3 separate regions of the Mus musculus genome follow, and regions 2 and 3 are each linked to region 1. The links are chromatin contacts, called in public ChIA-PET and promoter capture Hi-C maps. All regions are on one chromosome and are shown on one strand. Each heading gives the region's core, a stretch centred on a gene start, on an enhancer-like site or on the middle of the called end of the contact. The rest is flanking DNA. Distances are from core to core; before and after follow the strand shown. Region 1 holds the start of Iqgap1 (IQ motif containing GTPase activating protein 1). Region 2 overlaps Crtc3 (CREB regulated transcription coactivator 3). Region 3 holds the start of Sec11a (SEC11 homolog A, signal peptidase complex subunit).

The links. Promoter capture Hi-C pulls out the DNA fragments that hold promoters and counts their contacts. ChIA-PET counts read pairs in DNA pulled down with a chosen protein or histone mark.
Region 2: a contact with region 1 is called in a promoter capture Hi-C map of liver, with 2.5 times the contacts expected there. The contact joins the enhancer-like site here to the promoter of Iqgap1 in region 1. A contact is called at or near these places in 3 of 39 promoter capture datasets (hippocampal neurons and liver), 1 of 484 Hi-C or Micro-C datasets (bone marrow-derived macrophages), 3 of 115 datasets of contacts at active chromatin or transcription factors (bone marrow-derived macrophages, pancreatic cancer cells and pro-B cells) and 2 of 9 other capture datasets (adipose tissue and pancreatic islet).
Region 3: a contact with region 1 is called in an RNA polymerase II ChIA-PET map of memory CD8 T cells, with 67 read pairs. The contact joins the promoter of Sec11a here to the promoter of Iqgap1 in region 1. A contact is called at or near these places in 1 of 39 promoter capture datasets (erythroid cells), 2 of 484 Hi-C or Micro-C datasets (CD4 T cells and natural killer cells), 5 of 115 datasets of contacts at active chromatin or transcription factors (the SCID.adh cell line, effector CD8 T cells, embryonic stem cells and 1 more) and 1 of 9 other capture datasets (adipose tissue).

The regions. Positions count from the first base shown.
Region 1 is chr7:80,801,575-80,804,809 of GRCm38.p6, reverse strand. Iqgap1 (IQ motif containing GTPase activating protein 1) reads left to right here and starts at 1,479. Exons shown (of 38, transcript NM_016721.2): 1 at 1,479-1,669. The coding sequence starts at 1,615.
Region 2 is chr7:80,603,696-80,606,930 of GRCm38.p6, reverse strand. It overlaps Crtc3 (CREB regulated transcription coactivator 3), which reads left to right. Exons shown (of 15, transcript NM_173863.2): 8 at 1,098-1,183; 9 at 2,531-2,580. Among named protein-coding and RNA genes, the nearest start is that of Gm15880, 31 kb to the left of the region's middle. Within about 2 kb of position 1,535, at least 17 of the 459 cell types and tissues checked have an H3K27ac peak or open chromatin away from gene starts, as enhancers often do. A contact at or near this core is called in liver, where this site is marked.
Region 3 is chr7:80,945,801-80,949,035 of GRCm38.p6, reverse strand. It overlaps Sec11a (SEC11 homolog A, signal peptidase complex subunit), which reads left to right and starts at 1,486. Exons shown (of 6, transcript NM_019951.1): 1 at 1,486-1,634. The coding sequence starts at 1,584.

The DNA.
Region 1 (3,235 bases), core at 230-2,729:
TCTGGCTGTCCTGGAACTCACTATGTAGACCAGGCTGGCCTTGAACTCACCGAGATCTGCCTGCTATTGTCTCCTGAGTGCTGGGATTAAAGTCGTGCCTCAACATGCCCAACTAAGAAGAAAGTTTGTAAGGAAAGAGCTAGTAAATTGAAAATGGCTGGAACAAAGAGCCTGGAATTGGGTTGTAAAGGTGCCCACCTGGCATGGGAAAGTACACAAACTGCACTGTGAAGGGAGTAACAGGAAAAATTACATCTATGACAAGAACTCGGAAGCTGGGTGTGGTGGCACATGCTTTTAGTTCTAGCAATCAGGAGGAAGAGACAGGTGGATCTTCAAGGGTAGCCTTGCCTATTTAGTGGGCTCCAGGACAGCCAGAACTACATAGTGAGACTTGTCCCCCTTCCCAAAGAACTCCGTACTTTGGAAAGAGCATGCTGGCAATCATGATGATCTGGTTGGCACAAGTGAGAATAGAGATTATGATGATCAAAAAAGTGTTATCACAGGTGGGGACAGAAACAAAACTAGATGCTTCAGAAATAGAGGTGAGTCGAGGAACCTGGGGTGTGTGTGTGACTGGTGATGGAACACTTCCAGAGAGTGGGGCAGGAACAGGATCAACGTTTGACAGGTTTTAGTGTCTGTGAGAGGTCCAAAAATGCACGTTAGATAGTTTGGAACTACTGAGGGGCTTCTAGATGGTCTGGATTGTAAGTAGAAGCCATCAACTGTTTATGGTGAGGGTAAGAGTCCTGAGAATGGGACTTTTACTTTATTATTATTATTATTATTATTATTATTATTATTATTATTAGAGCCAGTGATTCACTCCAATCCAGGCTGGTTCAGAATAGAATTCGGTTGAATACTGGCACTTTAAAAGATCACAAGGGTAAAGAGACGAGGCATCCTTATTAATAGGGTCAAGATAACCCCCCTAAGATCTTGCAGATTGTAAAGAGCTGATAAACAGCTCTTCCGCGTGAGCATCGTCATCCCCCAGTTTAAGAGATTGAGCAGTTCTATTCTTTAGCACTGTTGGGGAGAACAGAGGTCAGATTGACAGAATGTAGCAGAGAGTAGGAGTGGGAGTCTTTCCTGACAGTGGGTCCTACTTGCTTCCAATAATCACACTCTGGGCCACTTGCAACGGCTCCTTGAAGGAGCCGCGGTGCAGAGGGGGTTAACTCAGTTGTCAGGAGAAGGCAGGCGCCTAAAAACATTTGGATTTCAAGCTGTAGACATTGGCGGCCTTTTAGTCAGAGCCGCAGATAGGGCGACAGCGGAGGAGTGTCGGGACAACGGACCAAGCCGGCCTAGGGACTCGCTACAGCACCCCGCCTCCTCGCTTCCGCAAGTGGAGAGCGAAGAGGGCAGGGGCGGGTCCTGTAATACTGACCACGCCCCTTCCGCTCGCTCCGGGGAGCGCAGCTGGGCGTGGACTCAAGGGCGGGGTCTGCGGGGCGGGACCTGCAGGGTGGGGCCGATGGCGCGGGGCGGGGCTCTGAGGACAGCGACAGCCCGCGCACTGGGCAGGAGTTACTGCTGCTACGGTCGCCCGCGTCTTCAAGGTCTCTGCGCTTCCTCACCGGAGACCTGGACTCGGCCGCCATGTCCGCCGCGGAGGAGGTTGATGGCCTGGGTGTGGTCCGGCCGCACTATGGCTGTGAGTGCCGAGGGCTTGGGGGTGCGCGGGCGAGGGACCAAGCTCGGGTTTTCCCAGGGGCTCAGCCGGGCGGGTGCGCCGGGTGGCTTGGGACCGCACGGACCCGGAAGAGCAGCTGGCTGTATGGCTGGTAGCAAGGTTGGCGCCCGAGCCTTCTCGAGCTCCGGAGGCGGCGGGTAGAAACCTGGAGGCCTCTGCCTTCGCTAGGCGCTGCGGCAGGGGAGCCCCACCCAGCTCCTCCACCGGTTAGTTCTACTGAGATTGGGGAAGACGGCCTAGGGTGAGGTGGCAGGAGAACTGACTGTGCAGGGCGTGTCCTGGGCACTGGACCCAGGGGTTCTGCTCGGGCGTGGTGGGAAGGTGCTGCCCGGATTGCTGCCTGCGAGGGTGACCCAGGGCGCAGACCCGCGCAGCCTCAGGCTAGCTGCGAGGTGCAGTTTTAGGCAAGCAGCTTATGCTTTCTCCTGCTGGGTTCTTTCTTTAGCATTTCAAAAGTAAAATTAAAACATAAACACACCCAAACCGGCTCCCCCCACTTCCTCATTTTCTGTGACTATCCCTGCAACCTTAGTAAACTAACCAGCTGTACGTGGGATAGTAGTTACAAGAGGATCCCTTTGAGTCCCAGGTTTAGATTTTATGTTTTGGGAAAAGTACTTTCTTAAAGGATACTTTAACACATCCAGTTATGCATTGGATAGTGTTATAATGTGTGCTACGTTTGTGAAATTAGGGATGAAAAAGATCAAACAGTGCCTTCAAAACCTGTCCGAGAAAGAGACAGGTGTACAGAGATTGATAATTAGATGAGGGGTTGGGAATTTAGCCCAGTGGTAGAGTGCTTGCTTAGCAAGTGCAAGTCCTCAGCTCCAAGAAAAAAACCAATAAGGTGCAATAAAGATAAACGATGCATGAACTAACTCTAACTGGGTATAAAGAGTAATGGGGGTGAAGAGAAGGGACTTAACAAGGCCATGGGAAGGTAGGTGCTGACTTTTAAACAGAGGCTTGGAGGATGCAGTGTGGGGCAGGGTGAGCAAGACATGACTTTGAGAGGGCAGACACAAACTAAATATGGTATTGGAGAACATAGGGTTACTGTACGTGGAAAACCGAGGGCATCGAAGTGCAGAGGTGGAATTGAAAGGGAGAGGAGAAAAGTAAAAAGGATTTCCCGAAGTAGCCCAGGCTAGAGTGAGAATAGCTCTGATTGCCTTCCCAAGGAGTTATCCCTTGGGAAGACAGTGGAGAAGGCAGATGGCTACAAGGTAAAGTCCACAGGCCCTGGAGTCAGGTGGGCTGCAAAGGCCCTTGATTAGCCCTCTGACTGAGTTCTTCCAGCCTCAGTATCCTCAGCTGTCAAATAGTGGTGATCACAGGATGGGTCTGGGCTAGAGTAGGAGCATGTGTGTAAACTGTGTAGTCCAGGAGCTTCGGTTATGAAGAGAGGGGAGAGTGTGACCAACAAGGATAGACTATAGTTGATGCCTCTTGAAGCTACAAGAAAATGTAGTACATATATATTTAAAACACTTAAAATTTTGGTTCCTTGATAATTTCTTTTTT
Region 2 (3,235 bases), core at 286-2,785, 200 kb after region 1:
TGAGTCTAAAGGGATCCCAGGGCACTCAACTCCGAAGCCTCGATGCTTGTCTGCTCCGAAGCAAGGATGTTTGTCTCTTCTGGGCTTCCTTCAATGCTAATACGAGCCATAGATGTGCTGCCTTTGTCCCCTGGCTGTTGATACTGTCCTCACATTTGAATCCATTTCTTAACCATTCCTTCAGCCTCTACACTGACACACAAAGGGCTGGAAAGATGGCTCAGTGGGTAAGAGCACCGGCTGCTCTTCCAAAGGACCCGGTTCAATTCCTAGCATGCACATGGTGGCTCACAACTATCTATGACTAGTTCCAGGAGATCTGATGCCCTCTTCTGGTCTCCACAGGCACTAGTGTTCATATAGTATACAGACACACATAGGCAAATCGCCCATACACACAAAATAATACAATAATTAAAGAAAAAAGTATGTTAAAAAATAGTGTTTGCTAAGGAAATCATGTTCACTAGTCAGTGTGGCACATGCTTATAATCCCACCACTTGAGAGGACAGCTGAGAGCCTGAGGCCAGCCTGAGCTACGTGGCAGGTTCCTTGACAGCCAACCCTAAATGCTAACTAAGAGACATTTAAATTTTTTCTTTTCTCTTCTTTTCTCTCCTCTCCTCCCCTCTCCTCTCCTCTCCTCCCCTCTCCTCTCCTCTCCTCCCCTCTCCTCTCCTCTCCTCCCCTCCCCTCTCCTCCCGTCCCCTCCCCTCCCCTCCCCTCTCATCCCCTCTCCTCCCCTCCCCTCCCCTCCCCTCCCCTCCCCTCCCCTCCCCTCCCCTCCCCTCCCCTCCCCTCCCCTCCCCTCCCCTCTTTTCTTTTCTTTTGAGACAGGGTCTCTTTATGTAGCTCTAGCTGTCCTGGAACTTCCTATGTAGAGTAGGCTGGCCTCAAATTCACAGAGATCCATCTGCCTCTGTCCCTGCCTCCCTGGTATGGGATTAAAGGTTTGCCGCCACCCCCTCCCACTCCCCGCCCTGCCCCCGCCCTGCCCCCGCCCCCACCCCCAGCAGTTTTAAACAAGCTAATTGATTTGGCCCAGGTTGGCCGCCCTCTTCTCTAATTCAATGAATATGCTTCTTCTCCCTTTTAGTAGCCGCCTTCCCGGGTCCGCTGAAAGAAGAGAATCTGTTAAATGTCCCGAAGCCACTGCCTAAACACCTGTGGGAGAGCAAGGAGGTGGGTGAGCCGTCCTGGGTTGTGCTTGTCAGTCCTGGCAGCCTGCCCCGCAGAGGTGGAAACCAGAACTGGGGAAAAGGAAGAGAGGATTTGTCTGGACACAGACACTGGAAAGACAGTGGGGAGATCTGTCCCCCACGGGTCACCGTGATCTGTGGGCGATTAGTGCAGTGCCCCTGGGGTTTCCAAGCTTTTCTGTGGATTTGCTGATTCTCGAATGGAAATTGTTAAGCTGCTCACCTTACATGGTCAGAAGCCCGGAGATTTGGGCATGAAAGGGCAGATGTCTCTGCTTTGGAGCCATCTCCAGCTCCTGTCGAGAACTGCTATCATGCCAGATGATCATTCCTAAAATCAAAGGCCTTTGACCCAAGCAGCAATGAGTCATCTGTTTACTACTGATTTCTCTGAGCTTTGAATGTTAGCGTCTGAAATCCTAGTCACTGGCCTCCCTCCACGACCCCTTTGTAAACCTCACCCACTGCGGAGCTTAGCTTAGCCTCTTTCTGTAGAGAGCTGTCTTGTGAGAAAGTCCTCCATCCACCCCTAGTGATGGCCAGATGCAGTTGGCTGTTTGGTCTCTGTGCTTAACTACCCCCGCACCCCCCCTCCGGTTTCCCCCCCTCGGGATCCCATTGGTCTCCACGTCCCTCCCCCTTCCCCCTCAGGATCCCATTGGACCTGCTTCCCTCCCAGCGGGATCACATTGGCCCTTTTCCACCCTACCCTCCCATTGGTCCTACTCCTTTCCTCCATCAAACTTATTGGAAGTCTCTGCATCAGTGTGGTCTTGAAAGCTTTTTATAAATATGTAGTTGATGTTTTAACTTTAGGGGCCTAAAAGAAGACAGATAATGGCGTGCAGGTGCATTCACAAATACCATGAGCTGCTCTCTCTGAGAGACAGTTGTCTCCCTTGGTTAATGCACACTCTAGTTCCAGGGTCCTTTTCCCTCTCTCCTCCCTCTCCCCATTGCCCCGTTTTGCTTTTTGTTTTGTTTTGATTTTGCTTTTTTATTTCCTTCTTTTTCTCCCATGCTAATTGAAAAAAAATTTTTTTAATCTAAATATGCAAAACATTTGCCTTTTTGAAGGAAGTAACATTTAACTAGAAGGTAAGTTAATAAGGCATCGAGCTAAGAAAAGGTGCTAATGGTATATATACTTCTTTTGTCTGGAAATTTAAGAAATTTAAAATTCCTCAAAACTTAAATGGCTGCTCTGTGCAGATGCCCTTGGTTTGCTCCGTCTCTCTTGGCCTCTGACTAGGGTGGCCAGATCCCTACTTTTCAAACACTTGAATTTGGCTGTGCACTGAGTAAGCCCAACTTTCTTTGTTCTTCCCAGATCCAGTCCCTGTCTGGGCGCCCTCGATCCTGTGATGTTGGGGGCGGCAAGTAAGTCATACTCCTTCTGCTGAAGGTTTCCAGTCTTTCCTGCTCTGTCACAGATCTGTTTATAAGTCAAAGTCAACTGCATTTGCATAAAATGACTGTTCTCTTTGGTCCTCATAGTTAATGTTTTTGAGACAGTTCATTATACAGCTGACATAAGCCAGTAAATTACCCTGCATGTGCAGAGGGATTGTGAGGCCGAGGTGTTGACACATCAAAGGAGGCCGAGTTGGGGGACTCGGCTGAGGACCCCAACAAGCTATTGTTAGCGGAACCTTTGAAACAGCCGGAAGGATGGTCTCTAGTCTTTGGACATGTACCCACACATGCATTTAATTAATTGATTAACTCATCAATTAATTGAAAGCACACCTTGGTTGACACCTCAAACCAACCAACACTTAGGCTATCTGTTAACCCTGGGGAGCTCTGGAGCTAGCATCTGCTAGGTGAAGGGGCTGCCTTGCTGCTCTTACCTGTAGCATTCCATCAGTTCATACAGATGGGTTTTGACTCCTAATTTTCAGGACCAGATCCAGAAATAAACAGAACAAGTCAGTCCCCGCTTGTAGCGTGCCAGTGTTCTTAGTGAAACAGAGAGGGAAAGGGAGGCAAAGCCAAGGAAGACGTGGATGAGCAGTGGGGGGATAGATGCTGA
Region 3 (3,235 bases), core at 237-2,736, 140 kb before region 1:
GGGATCTGTCTGTCTCTGCCTCCCAGCACTGACATTACAAATCTATGCTACTATGCCCAGCTTTTTTTTTTTTTTTTTTTTTTTTTGGTAGCATCTCTCTATTATGAATCTCTGGCTGTCCTGGAATTCACTATTTAGACCAGGCTGGCCTCGAACTTGCAGAGATCTACCTGTCTTCCCCCCATCACCCACTTGTACGAGATGCTTTTAAAGCTTCCCAACTAAATAGCTTATTCACCTTTTTTGGACCCACAGGATTTTGAGCTGCTCTTGGGGCTCTTCAAGGCACAAAATACAGGGTCAAAGCTCATTCCCACTTAATTTGAACTTAGGTTGAATTTAACACTGACAAGCTTATGTGAAGGTTTCTACTAGCCAGAATTTAGATCGAGAACCACATCAACAGTTATTAATGAAGAAGTCATTCTGATACACATATCTGGTACTGTCACGGAAGCTGGGATACCTATGGGGCACCCCATGGGGGTTTCTATGTATTTTCTTTTATAAAACTTTCTAACTTGGAAATTCTAAACATTTCCTATCCCATCTCAGTAAATGTAAGGTTTCTACTAATAGTTGAAGATAGTCTTTCTCTCTTTCCTCTCTTTAAATTCAAGTACTGATTTTGTGCCTTATACATGCCAGCTGTGCGGCCACCACTGGGAATTTAACAGTGAACAAGACATCAGCGGTTTCCTTTCCATTCTCACACCTACTTTATTGTGCTATAATTCACATACCATACAGTCCACTAAGGCGCACAATTCAATGGTTTTAGTATATACATGGAGTTGTACATCTATCACCCACCAAAAGAAACCCCATGGCAATGATGTCACTTCTAATCCCCGCCCCTGTGAAAATTTGCGGGTCAAATAAATGGCTCACATCCAAGTGTCAGGAGACAAAGCAAATCACTGTTGGTAAAGGTCAAAACTGAGACGGGTCTTCCTGGCCACCTGCACCACCAGTGCCCTCATGACACTAAGGCATCTTGTGATCAATTGGCGTGTGTGTGTGTGTGTGTGTGTGTGTGTGTGTGTGTGTGTGTGTGTGTATACAATGCTTTAAAAGACACACACAGCTTCCGGTAGCGAACCGCAGCGTGCTCCACCTGAGAACAAACAGCAAGGCACCACGTCCCGAGCCACACCCGTGCCCCAGCAGCACGCAGGAAGACACCGACTTCGCGCTGGCGCAGACTCGGCTTCCGATTGGCCAGGCCTGTCCAAGGGCCCGCCTTCCGCACGCTGTGGGCTTAGCTAACCTAGGGTCACTGTCTTCGGGAGCCGCCGCGCGGGCTGAGCACAGAAAGCAGCCTTCAGCCGGTTCTCGGCCGGAGAAGGCTACGGTCCTTTTTTGACAAGGCCAGGCCCTGGGCTGTTCTAGGGGGCTCACAAGTCATTCTTTGTCCATTCTCTGCTCAGAAGGGAGGAGCTTCGCCTGCTCCCGCCCCGGAAGCGGAAGTGCAGGCATCAGGGGGTTCTGTCCACGGTGAGCCCGGCCCGTGTTGCAGCGGTCCCTCTTGGTGGTTCTATCGCGCCCTCTTGGCTGCTAGTTGTCGCGCTCTCCATCTCACCATGCTGTCTCTAGACTTTCTAGACGATGTGCGGCGGATGAACAAGAGGCAGGTGAGACGGGCCGCCCTCTCTCTCTCTGCCAGGGTTCCTCTGGTCTCTTTGCCGTTGCGGGGCGCCCCGCGGATCTCTGGGCGGGATTGAGGGCCTGCGTGGGTCGGTTGCCTGTATGGATCATTTCTTTCTTTGCAGACTGTAGGTAGCCAAGACCTCTTTGCCCCCATTCATAGCACCAGATTCGGGGGACCGAGAGGGAAGGAGAGAACCTTTGCGATCCCTTCCCCCCGAGGAGGCAGGGGAGTAAGTGAAAACTATAGGGCGCTTTGTAAGTGGGAGTTTGGGACACTGTAAAGCGGCAGACTTAACCGTTTCTGGTGGGGCTCTGGGGAAAGCCATTACAGGTCCCACAGGAGCCGTTGTGTTGCTTTCATTGTGTAGCCACCTTTCAGCCCAGCTAGACCTCAGTGAGCTTCATCCATTTTAACTAGGGTCACTCTAAGCTCGGAGTTGAATCTGTTATACCACTTGTGTGCCAGTTTCCTTGGCAGAAAGGTGACAGTCCACTGAATCTTTGATGATAGATGTCAGTGGAACAGAAATCTTGAAACTTAAATCAGATTTTATCCTTCAGTCTTGCTGTCTTCTAGCTCATGTGTTAGAAGGTACTGAGAACACGGTCACCTTTTTGTCTCCTGAACCGAATGTTCTGGTAGCAATTGACCTTTTCCCTGCCTCCCTACCCCCCTCGTATTTTGGTATTAAGAATTGTCTCATTTAAAGATTTGGTTTATTTTGGAACAGGACTTTGTTTTGCCCTGTTTATAATTATTACATAGAAAAGTAGGTCCGTCTCTTCTTAGACATACATACAAAATTGTGAGACATTCCAGTCAGAACAGCTTTAAGGAGTAGCTGTCACTTAACTGTCTTCTGTATGGACTCCTATTTCGGTGATGGGGATCAATACCAGGGCCTTGCATTCATCACAGGCTACCAGAACCGCGCTTCTAGTTTTGAAAGACCTTATTTTTATTACTTTATTTCGAGACAGAGTCTTGCTATGTAGTCCTCCTGCCTCAGCCTCATGAGAGGTAGATTTATAGATATATGTCACAACATGGCATCACTGGCTGGTATGACTCTGCCCTGTTGCCTGGAACTCACCGTGTAGCCCAAGCTGGCTTTGAGCTGGACTCCTGCCTTCGCATCTTGAGTCAGGGTAAATAACCGTATTTTCTTTTTTAAGTTTGTTTGATTGTTTTTCAAATGTGCTGAAAATCATTCCTAGCACTAGGCAAGTGATCTGTCACTGAGCACATGTATCCTCCATCTGGAAAGACCTTTTCTTCCTTCCTTCCTTTCTTTCTCCTCCTCCTCCTCCTCCTTCTCCTCCTTTTTTTTTTTTTTTTTTTAGATAAGGCCTCACATGTAGATGAGGCTGGTTTGGAAATCAGAGATCCACCTGCCTCTGCCTCAGCCTCTCTCTGCCTCTGCCTCCCAAATACTGGGATTGAAGGCATATTGGTGACACCATCCTCTCTTATTCCATTCCCAGAAATTTTGTGTATGTGTATTGCTGGTGATCATACTCAGGGCCTTTCATGTTCTTTGTTTGTTTTGAGACAGGGTTTCTCGTCCTGTTCTTGAACTTATTC